Regions from separate parts of the Anolis sagrei genome. Here region 1 is linked to region 2. A link is a contact called in public Hi-C data. All regions are on one chromosome and are shown on one strand. Each heading gives the region's core, a stretch centred on a gene start, on an enhancer-like site or on the middle of the called end of the contact. The rest is flanking DNA. Distances are from core to core; before and after follow the strand shown.

The links. Hi-C and Micro-C count contacts between places; a contact is called where the count stands out from the background.
Region 1: a contact with region 2 is called in a Hi-C map of mixed tissue, with 12 times the contacts expected there. The contact joins the promoter of LY96 here to the promoter of GDAP1 in region 2. A contact is called at or near these places in 2 of 2 Hi-C or Micro-C datasets (both in mixed tissue).

The regions. Positions count from the first base shown.
Region 1 is chr4:42,404,170-42,409,558 of rAnoSag1.mat, reverse strand. It overlaps LY96 (lymphocyte antigen 96), which reads left to right and starts at 3,829. Exons shown (of 5, transcript XM_060771687.2): 1 at 3,829-4,019. The coding sequence starts at 3,911.
Region 2 is chr4:42,261,197-42,266,811 of rAnoSag1.mat, reverse strand. It overlaps GDAP1 (ganglioside induced differentiation associated protein 1), which reads left to right and starts at 1,958. Exons shown (of 6, transcript XM_060775498.2): 1 at 1,958-2,198; 2 at 3,835-4,027; 3 at 5,178-5,351. The coding sequence starts at 1,980.

The sequences.
Region 1 (5,389 bases), core at 2,580-5,079, 140 kb before region 2:
CGGTCTTCAGTCCTGCTGGCACAAGGGTTTAACCCATTCCGCCACCAGAGGCTCCTAATAATAATAATAATCATCATCATAATCTTTATTTATATCCCTCTTTTCTCCCTCATTGGACCCAAAGCAGCTTACAAAATATTAAAATCATGTAAACAACAATCCAAATACATTGATAATAAGTATAAAACATCATAAAATAACAATTTAAAACAACAATAATATACATTCACATTCTTGTGGCATCAGGTCAGATCACATTGCACTTTGTTCCAGTCCATAAACATGGTGTTTCTTGTCACTCCAGCTTTGTTTCCTTCATTGAAGGCCTGTCTAAACAGGAAAGTTTTTAATTGGCTCTTGAAGGAAGGAAGGAAGGGAGCTGTTTTCATTTCTTTTGGGAGGGTGTTCCACAGGGTTAGGGAAGCCACTGAAAATGCCCTCTCCTTCATTGATGTCAGTCGCATTTGCAGCGGTGGTGGAAGTAAGAGTAGGAAGTGAGAAGTGAGATCAGGTCAGTTGGTGTGAGGAGCTGCAGTCAGATAAGTAAGTTGGACCTGAACCGTTTAGGGCTTTAAAGGTCAAAACCAGCACGTTGAATTGGGCTCAGAAACAAATTGGCAGCCTGTGTAGGTGTTCTAGCGGAGGAGTTGTCCTTCTATGGGTCCAGCACCTGTAAGTAACCAGGCTGCAGCTCTTTGGGCCAGTTGAAGTTTCCGGGCACTCAAATTCTTCAACAAATTGTGACTCTCGGAATAAAATGCAGAAAAATTAAAACATGAAAATTACAAAAGCCACTTGGATAATCATGGATTGATCATCATCATCATAGGTGACTCCTTGTGGCCAAGGATTATTGTCTTCCAAGGGTAGAGTCTTGGCAGTGGGTCTGTAAGTAACTGTAAATGATTTTGGACTCACATGGCCTGTCACAATGAAGATACACATTTCCAGGTGGAAGGTGATCATGACAAGGGTTTACATGATTCACTTATGTTTGAACTTTCTGTTCTAAATATTGGTTTGTGGGTCTCAAACATTAGGGGGCAGGCAAGGACACTTTAGGAAAGTCCCTCTTCCAATTACACACATCTCACTTGTCTCCTTAAACTGCCTTTACTTTTGGCATCTGTTTATGCCTTCTTCTCTCTAAGAACTTTGCCAACCAAAGTTGTTTTGTTACAGCAATATCTTCTGTGCATATTCTTGAAACACACACACATATTCACACCTCCCTCATGCATAAACTCACCCGAAGCTTTCAGGTTTAGTTGTATTGAGGGCTTGTTTCCACCTCTTCCTGAGAAGCTTCACGTATGGTAGAACAGAGCTCTTACATGCCATTTTGAAATTGTGACATGTGAATGGCAGATGTCAGAAAACTCGGAATAGCAGAAGAGCCATTTGAAATTCAGATTTCCAGATCAACCAACGCTCAGCTCAATATAGATTTGGGAAATTTGCTACCAAATAGAACCGTTTAGTATTAGAGTGTTTATTGCCTGTTTTAACTAACAAAATCAATATGTAGATATTCCACACACTGCAATGTAAAGCCTAAATGGCACCTTTTGCTTACAATTAATGAATGATGTTCTGAATGGCTGGCATTACAACTGCATTAACCACAATGAGACTTAAAAGACCAACAGATGTATAGCATAACTGGATGTATCACCTTTCTTTGCCCAGTAATTGAAATTCTGTGGCCAGTGTCCAAAATAAAAGCAAAAAATAGAATATAGAAATGAAAGAAGTCAGATAAAAAAGCAGTGGAATGAAAAACAAATTAGAAATAGGAATAAATCAATTCAGGGCTTTGCCATAGTTGTGAATCATAGTCCTTGGGACTGCAGCCCCTACCATTGACTACACTTCCTTACCATTGACTACGCTTGCTAGAGCTGCTGGAATTTGCAATCCAGCAACATTTGAAGGATAGCATAGTTCTCACCTCTGCACTTAATGCACTTAAGATGCTGTGGAGTCTTAAGGTTCTTGAAGTCTCAGCCAGAGTACAATACATATGGATGTAGAATATAATTTTAGTAGTGTTCATGTAGTGCTAAACTATAACTTTATCCATTGTTTTGCTATAGCTGGATGAATGTATACAATGTACAAATTCATGCAGGCCAACGAAGAATAACATTTCCTATAACTGTCATTAAGTGAACTCTTATCCACATAACAGATTTAAACTTTTGCTACACTGGACATAATGCTGCTATGAAAGTGCACATATAAGGTCATATTGTCTGTTTAGAAGTGATGGTCTTTTTGATAACATTATGATGGTTAAAACAAATGAACACTTTATGATACTTTGCGATTCCAAAAACGGACACTCTGGTTGGACACACTGTAAATGCTGGACCAGATAGGATTTTATTCTGCCCTGAGTCCCTTTTGGGAGATGGTGGCAGGATATAAATGAAGTTGTTGTTGTTGTTGTTATTATTATTATTATTATTATTATTATTATTATTATTATTATTATTATGGTTCAGTATGTCTTAGTTTTTATCTCCCTAGATTTTCCTGAAACACCAAATGTATTTCAGGATAATACCATGGAGATAAAAAGAGATGCTAAAATCAAACTAAAATCCTATCTGGTCCAGCATTTAGTATACAAAGCACTGCACCAGCATGGTGTAGTGGTTTGAGTCTTGGATGAGACCCTGCTTTGAATTCTCATTCTGGCACAGAAAACTTACTGGGTGATCTTGGACAGGTCACACTCTCTTGCCTTCGGTGGAAGCCAACAGCAAATAATCTGAACAAATTATGTCAAGTTATCCCCATGATATGTTCGACCTAGAGTCACCAAAAGTCAGAAATGACACAACAACAAACCAAAAGTACTACTATGATACTCTGATTACTGCAAATGTATTGATGCTAAGTGAGTTCTACTAAAACCACTGGGGATTAATTTCTATATAATGGATATAATCCAGAAAAAATATACTCCAAGTATCATTTAATTATGTAGGAGGTTTTCCAGTTGGTGTTTTAAATTATTCTGAAAAATGAGTTGCAAGGAATTCTCAAGGGTTTCTGTGTGTGTAAAAGAGCTTCTTTCTATAGATGCCACTAGAGGGACTCGTTCCCTGACTTACAACATTGATGGATCCTAAAAAAATGTATCAACCATGTTTATAAAATGCAAGATAAAGCTAATGAACTAAAAAGTTTGTGCCTGCTTTGATTTTGCCAGTGTGACATTATCAATGCAACAACGAGTAGCATTGATAACCATTGTATTGTGTGATCCCTGCAAGTTATAGTTGCAAGAGGAAATGTGTGCTCAGGGATTTGTTTTAAAGACCAAGGTTTTTTGAAAGAAATATAGTACTTTTCACTGATATGACTTAGTACATTTCATAATTTTCACAGTAAGAATATTTTCCTGCAGCGATTTTTTTATATAGATCTCTTTAGGGAAAATATAAATATTTGTATAGTTATGAGCACAAGAGATACAATGGCGCTGGTTCACTGTGTTTTATCAGCCAAACATTTCTAACTGGCAGTATTTCTTGCTCAGTAAATTTACATGTTTTGGGTGTAATCTTTCACTTCCTTCATTGCTTTCCACCTGAAATGTTAATAGCAAAGTCACCCTATTACAATTTATTTGTGGAAAACCACAAATGCAGCTTTACACATAGGAAATTTCACACAGGTGATAATGCAACATTCTTCTGAAAAAAACAAATCAAGGGGAGGAAATGTTTTCAGATATTTAAATCATATATTTGTTTTAGAATAAATGTTCTTCCCCAATTGCAGAAACCACGTGTCTGAGGATGACTAAGAGTGGCTTTGTTCCTCTTAACAGAAAGTGAAGCAATCTAGCATAGCCCTCTCTTTGTCTTCTCTTAAAATGGTTTAAAGATAAGTAAACATGTCCCCGCTTGCTATTTTGATCCTTTCTGTTTGTGGATTTACTGCGGCAGGGGAAAAACACCTGCTTTGCAGATCAGATGACCTAGACATTTTATTTTCCTCCTGCGGTAAGTAGAAACATCAGATTGCTTTGATTTAAAAATGTTTGCAGAAGCAACAGTTTGTCTCTCCCTCTAATTAAAGCCCCTGATGGGACATTGTAGTCTTGCCGATGCATATGCTGTTGCAGCATTTACTCAGAAATGGAACTTGCTTTTCACCTGCAGAGTAATAAACAAATGCCTCAACATTTCATCAACCAACTCAACTGCCTGTTTATACACAAACACACACATTTAATAGAGAGATTGAATGTTTGCTTCTTGCTCCTAATATAATTTGAGACCTTTTGCATTTAGCTCAGCCGACTTAAGGCCAAGGTTGTTTGTGCTGAGTTTCACAGATACTCCCTTTGGGCATTTCTAATATTTAAAAAAATATTTTCAAAGTGCAGTTTGGATAAATATGATTCAGTTTGCAACTCTGCTATTGCCTGATGGCTAGGAAATAACTGTATACGTGCATCATTTTTCCAACAAACATTATCTCCCTGAGGTTGCGATTTGTCTCAGTAGAATACAGGTAGTTTTTTTAAAAAAAAATTAACAAAAATTACTGGTACTATTTATTACAAGAAACCAAAATATGCTATTGCTGGGTTGTTAATCCTGCCCCTTCTGTTCCAAGGTGAGCAGCTACCATGAATTCTGTGACCATGATCCCCTGTAAGACTTCAAAAGGATGCTTTTGAAAGGTGGATCCTGGACCTAAAACAATTCCTAGGGAGTAATGGTAAAACTAAGGGAAATTTGGGGAAACTAGAAAGGCCATTTGAGAAGGGTTCATGTAGCCAATGGGCTGCACTGTATGCAACCCAACCTACATTGTATCTATAATGATGATGATGATGATAATAATAATAATAATAATAATAATATATTTATATTCCACCCTTCTCCTTGAGGGGACTCAGAGTGGATTGCAGTATATAAGCAAACATAGGTAAACATTCAGTGCCTTATTACAATGACATACAATGAGACACTAACACACAGACAAATACAAATACTTCTTTCATTTCCAGCTTCTGGAGGTGGTGCTTATCTCCGGCTCTGGGGGAAGTGCTCTTTCTCCATTTTCAAGCTGAGGAGCCTGTGTCCATAGACACCTCCTAGAGCAGTGGTTCTCAATCTGTGGGTCCCCAGATATTTTGGCCTTCAACTCCCAGAAATCCGAACAGCTGACAAGCTGGCTGGGATTTCTGGGAATTGTAGGCCAAAACACCTGGGGACCCACAGGTTGAGAACCACTGTTGTAGAGCATCCCTTTGACTGCTTGGAGCATCCTTTTGCCTTTTTTTGTCAAAGCAGTACCTATTGATCTATTCACATTTGCATGTTTTTGAACTGTTAGGGTGGCAGGAGCTAGGGCTAACAGC
Region 2 (5,615 bases), core at 709-3,208:
CTTCAAAATCTGGCTACTTCCTGGGGAATCCTTTGCTGAGAGGTGTTAGCTGGCCCTGATTGATTCCTGGCTGGAATTCCTCTGTTGTTTGAGTGTTCCTCTTTATTTATTGTCCTGATTTTAGATATTTTTAAAATACTGTTAGCCAGATTTTTGTCATTTTCATGATTTCCTCCTTCCTGTTGAAATTGTCCACATGCTTGTGGATTTTAATGGCTTATCTGTGTAGTCTTGTTAGAGTGGTCCAACACTTCTGTGTTGTCAAATGATATGCTGTGTCCAGGTTAGTTCATCAGGTGCTCTGCTGTGGCTGACTTCTCTGGTTGAATTAGACTGTAGTGCCTGTCATGTTCTTTGATCCATATCTGGGTGCTACATTTGGTGGTCCCTATGTAAATTGTGTAGTTTGTTTCCAAAAGGTTCCAAATCCAAAAATAATTGAAAAATGAGTTTTAGTTGGCAGCAAATTGTTGGCTAGGAATAGAATATTATATAAAGATCAAAACTGTCAAAATGTATCAAATCACTTTGGTACAGGGCTTGGAAAATTACATTTTATAGCTAAATAATGCATGTCCTCAGCACATTTCCCCCCATATTCCTGTTAAATTTGTTCAGATCAATTTGGTGTTTTCTGGAAACAAGCTCCATAATTGTGTTGCATTTGTGGAATGTTGCTAATCTATAGCCCAAGTCTAATATTTGGTCTATACAAGTTATGAGAGTGCCTTGGACTGTGAGAAGATCCAGGAAATAAAGCCCGACTGCTCATTGGAGGGAAGGATACTAGAGACAAAGTTGAAGTACTTTGGCCACATCATGAGGAGACAGCAAAGCCTAGAGAAGACAATTATGCTGGGGAAAGTGGAAGGTAAAAGGAAGAGGGGCCAACCAAGGGCAAGATGGATGGATGGCATCCTTGAAGTGACTGGACTGACCTTGAAGGAGCTGGGGGTGGTGACGGCCGACAGGGAGCTCTGGCGTGGGCTGGTCCATGAGGTTACGAAGAGTTGGAGATGACTGAACGAATGAACAACAACACAAGTTTTAAATTTTGCATCACTAATATTCTCTTTTTAATACTTATACTTGTTCAGATGCATATCTATCAATACACCTTCTACACATTTTAGTTACTTATTTCATTATGAATGATGCTCCACGCAGTCATGCTGGCCAAATGACCTTGAAGGTGTCTCCGGACAACGGCGGCTCTTCGACTTAGAAATGGAGATGAATACCACCCCTCAGAGTCGAACACAACTAGACTTAATGCCAAGAGGAAACCTTTACCTTTACCTATTTCATTTCTTTGAAATTAATCTTCCTTTAAAGGTAGTCTTATTTTAATTTCAAATATGTTAAGTCTGGATATGGCCAAAAGCAACAACAGAATACATCTTAAATATACACATAGAAAGTTTTCAATGCCAGGTTATTTCCATTTCTGTTTCACAATACTTTGAGCAGTACACATTTCTCTTGAAGCTCTTCAAATGCTGTCCTGTGAAATATACATTTGTTGGAAATTATTGTATTGTATGTAAAATGAGTGAGCAAAGCCAAACTAGATTAATCACAATGCAAAGTGTGCCATCATATTACTTGCATGAAGTGTGAGGAATGAACAACTAAACATGGAAGAGAAAAACCTATTTTAGACTTTAGCTTCAAAAGGGTCATTCTTTGTAGATACTCATTTTGGTCTATATCTATAAGTGAGTGAAAAGCATATATAGTTTACCTCTCTGGCAAGCAGGTTCCTTTTGCTGAGAATCAGATTTCTTGTCTGACATAGTAGAAACTCTCTCTCTCTCTCGTGTGTGTGTTTTTATTGTGGGTTTTCTCTATTACTGTTCCAAATGATGCTATATTTACACTTGGGCAACTCTGGCACTTCCTTCGTCTCACTAGTAATCAGACACAATGGGAAACTGAGGGTATTTTCAGAGCAGCAGCTTCATCTGCCATCAGTGAGCATGCTCTCTCCTTGGAGCAGACTCAGTAGCAGCGAGCGAGAAAAAAGGAAATCACAGGGACAGTTACAGAACAGTGAATTGAGCAGAAAGAAAAACGGTGAAATGACAGAAGAAAAGGAGGAGCAATCCAAGGGCAAAATGCCTCCAAGCGAGGTAGATGCCAAGATAGATGCTAAACTCATCCTCTATCACTGGACACAGTCCTTCAGCTCTCAAAAGGTGGGTGGCTAATCCCATTGTCTTCCAGAAATAGAAGGTTTCAGTACCTGGACAGCTCCCTTTACCCATTTTGCCCACTTTGAAGGGCAGATGCTGTGCTTGAATGAGAATGTGCTTTATTTAAATGCAGCAATCGATATACATCTGGAGGGGAGAACAGATGGGAAAGGAAAAATAATGAATGGGATTGAGGCACAGGCCAGAAGGTTTTCAAAACAGGCCTCACGGCCTTTACAGTTTTCATTGCCTATTGTTTACTCTGAAATGATCAGCCATTACTTGCATGATTCTTCTTATGTGGTATTATTTACCACAGGAGTGGGAAATATTTGATTGTTCACTCAATTTCACTTATAACTGCCGTCACCCTCTAACCAGTATGATTGATGATTATGGATTGTGGAAGCTGTAGTAAAAATATATAGATCACCAGAGCTTCCAATTTAGAGAAATTACAGAGCAGTCTTTCACACTTAGCGCTTTGCAGGCATGTTAACTAACAATGTCTATGGCACTTTTAGACTCATGCCTCCACAGCAGACCAGTTTATCAGGGTTCAAACACTGGTTTCCAGAGACATAGTCCAACATTCCAGAGCACACATATTTCCACCCCTTCAGACCATTTCCACTGCTTGTTACTTTATATTAAAAAAAGCCCCCTACATTCGAGTTGCACCTGCAAGTCCCAATTCTCAGCACCTTTCCTGCTCCTTAGGACCCCTTCCACACAGGTGTATAAAATCCACATTGTAGGGGATTATATGGTAGTGTGGACTCAGATAACTCAGTTCAAAGCAGATATTGTATATTATCTGCCTTGATATTCTGGGTTAGATAGCTGTGTGGAAGGGCCTTATATCTGTCTGGAAGCAGTCCTGATCCTGGGAGGTGCTGAGAATTGGTTCATCAGTTGGCTCTCATGCTTTTGGGACTAGCTGCTATTAGCATGTCTTATCTTGGGCTTTCACTTGAAATCTCTCTTTTATCATTGCTGTTTACATTTATGTGCTGCAACCTAGAAAAATCTATGTTTGTGTTGTATGAGTATTGCTAAATTTGGTGTTTGGGCATTGCCAATTTTATATTTATTTCAGCAAAAGGGAGAAAAAGGGTGAAAGCAAAGGTTAAGGAATTGTGACTTTGCCTTGAAAATGTGGGAGGACAGGAGCTGGGGGCAGAAAGGATGTATTCTAGGGCTGGGGTGAGAATATGGAGGGCTGGCAGGACACTGGCTCATAGAAGTGTGGAAACATAAGAGAGGCCTATGGTTTCTGCTGCAAGGAGAAGGCATTAGGGAAGTTGCTTTGCTCCTTTTCTGCCCTGTGCAGGCCACTGACTGGGCCTTCTGCTCTACCATCCCACCCTTTCCCCCCAGAACTGCTGGCTCTGCTTTGTAGGTTGGCAAAATGGCATTGATGTGTAATAGAGTTCACTGTTTAGTGCATCTTTCAATATAAGAGAAACAAGAAAACTACTCAATGAATTCAAAGACAACCAGCAAACATTAGATTAGTTTGTCAGTATCATAAAAAGGAAGTATAATATTTTGTCTTAACTCTCTCTCACACACACACTCAAGACAAACACAGGAAAACAGCTATATTTTCCATGGGAATCTGTGTCATTTCTTTTAGGTTCGTTTGGTGATTGCTGAAAAGGGACTGAAATGTGAAGAGCATGATGTAAGCCTTCCACTGAGTGAGCACAACGAGCCCTGGTTTATGCGATTAAATGCATCTGGAGAAGTCCCTGTGCTCATTCACAGAGACAACATTATTTGTGATGCCAACCAGATTATTGACTACTTGGAAGAGACATTTACAGATGGTAACCAGAATGCTTGTGTGATTTCAATTAATGCAAATATAGTGTGTTGCAGGGGGTAGGGATGGTGTAGGGCAGTGGTTCTCAATCCATGGGTCCCCAGATGTTTTGGCCTTCAATGCCCAAAAATCCTAACAGCTGGTAAACTGTATTGTCGAAGGCTTTAAAGGTCAGAATCATTAGGTTGTTGTAGGTTTTTTGGGCTATATTGGCCATGTTTCTAGAACATGGCCATACAGCCCGAAAACCCTGCAGCAACCCAGCTAGTAAACTGGCTGGGATTTCTGGGAGTTGTAGGCCCAAACATCTGGGGACCCACATGTTGAGAACCACTGGTGTAGGGAGATAACTTTAAAACAAGGTGGACTGAGAGCATACATCTTGTTTTTGAAATGAATTGGATTTCTAGCTTAATTGTTCTTCTGGAGGCACAGTTCAGTTTAGGACAGGATACATGCTTTCCATTTTTCTTGCTTTAAAATTGAAATAATGTAGGGACAAGATTAACAGCACTGCTGAAATTTAGTAGGATGATGGTAGCAGCAAACTTCACTGAGGGGGTGGGTTTTGCTAAAACAGTTAAGGATCTAAGGATCCCTGCCTTATTGCATGGAAGTCTGTTTTTTATGATTGCATGGTTATCTACATCCTCAATACTTATTTAGTACTTATTTAGGAGGAAATATAATGTAAAGCATAAAGAAAAATGTACAGAAAAATGAGCTGCCAGAGAAATATGCGGGGGGGGGGGGGGGGGGGACTGGACAAATATTATTCCCAAACAGGTTATCATTTTCTTAGTCCCATTTCTTTCATAGGAAGCTACAGTCAGAGTACCTGTCCAGCTAAACCAGTGGTTCTCATCCTGTGGGTCCCCAGGTGTTTTGGCCTACAACTCCCAGAAACCCAAGCCAATTTACCAGCTGGTAGGATTTCTGGGAGTTGAAGGCCAAAACATCTGTGGACCCACAGGTTGAGAACCACTGACCTAAACTAACATTGTATGCCCTGGCAGGATGGCCCATCCCTATAGTTGCCACTTTATAGAGAAGTTGGCAGTTGGCTATAGCTTTTGTAAACAAGTAGGAAATGTGATCACTCCGTACTTCTCCTTAATGTTGTTTTCATTGTCCATTATACATTTTAAACTCAGAAAATACCCCAAGGCTAATGCCAGAAGAAGGAAGCATGTACTATCCAAGGGTTCAGCACTACAGGGAGCTCTTGGATTCTTTGCCCATGGATGCCTATACACACGGCTGCATTTTGCATCCTGAATTAGCAGTGGACTCTTTGATTCCAGCTTATGCCACAACTCGTATTCGGAGTACGTACCAAGAATATGTTTTCTACACTGGTTTATATGCTGTTTAAAAGTGCACTGTTACAAAGTGCTGAGATTTGGGTCTCCTAAACTTTCAATGTCTTTGGGTATTCATATAATTTTTAGTCTGCAATTGGAATCAGAACGTGGAAATGTATTTTTTCTTTACATCCTAGCACAGAACATTTTTGGATTGCAACTCCCAGGACCATCTTGGCTGGGGAATTCTGGAAGCTGTAGTTCAAGAAAGTAATGTTTCTTAGCTCT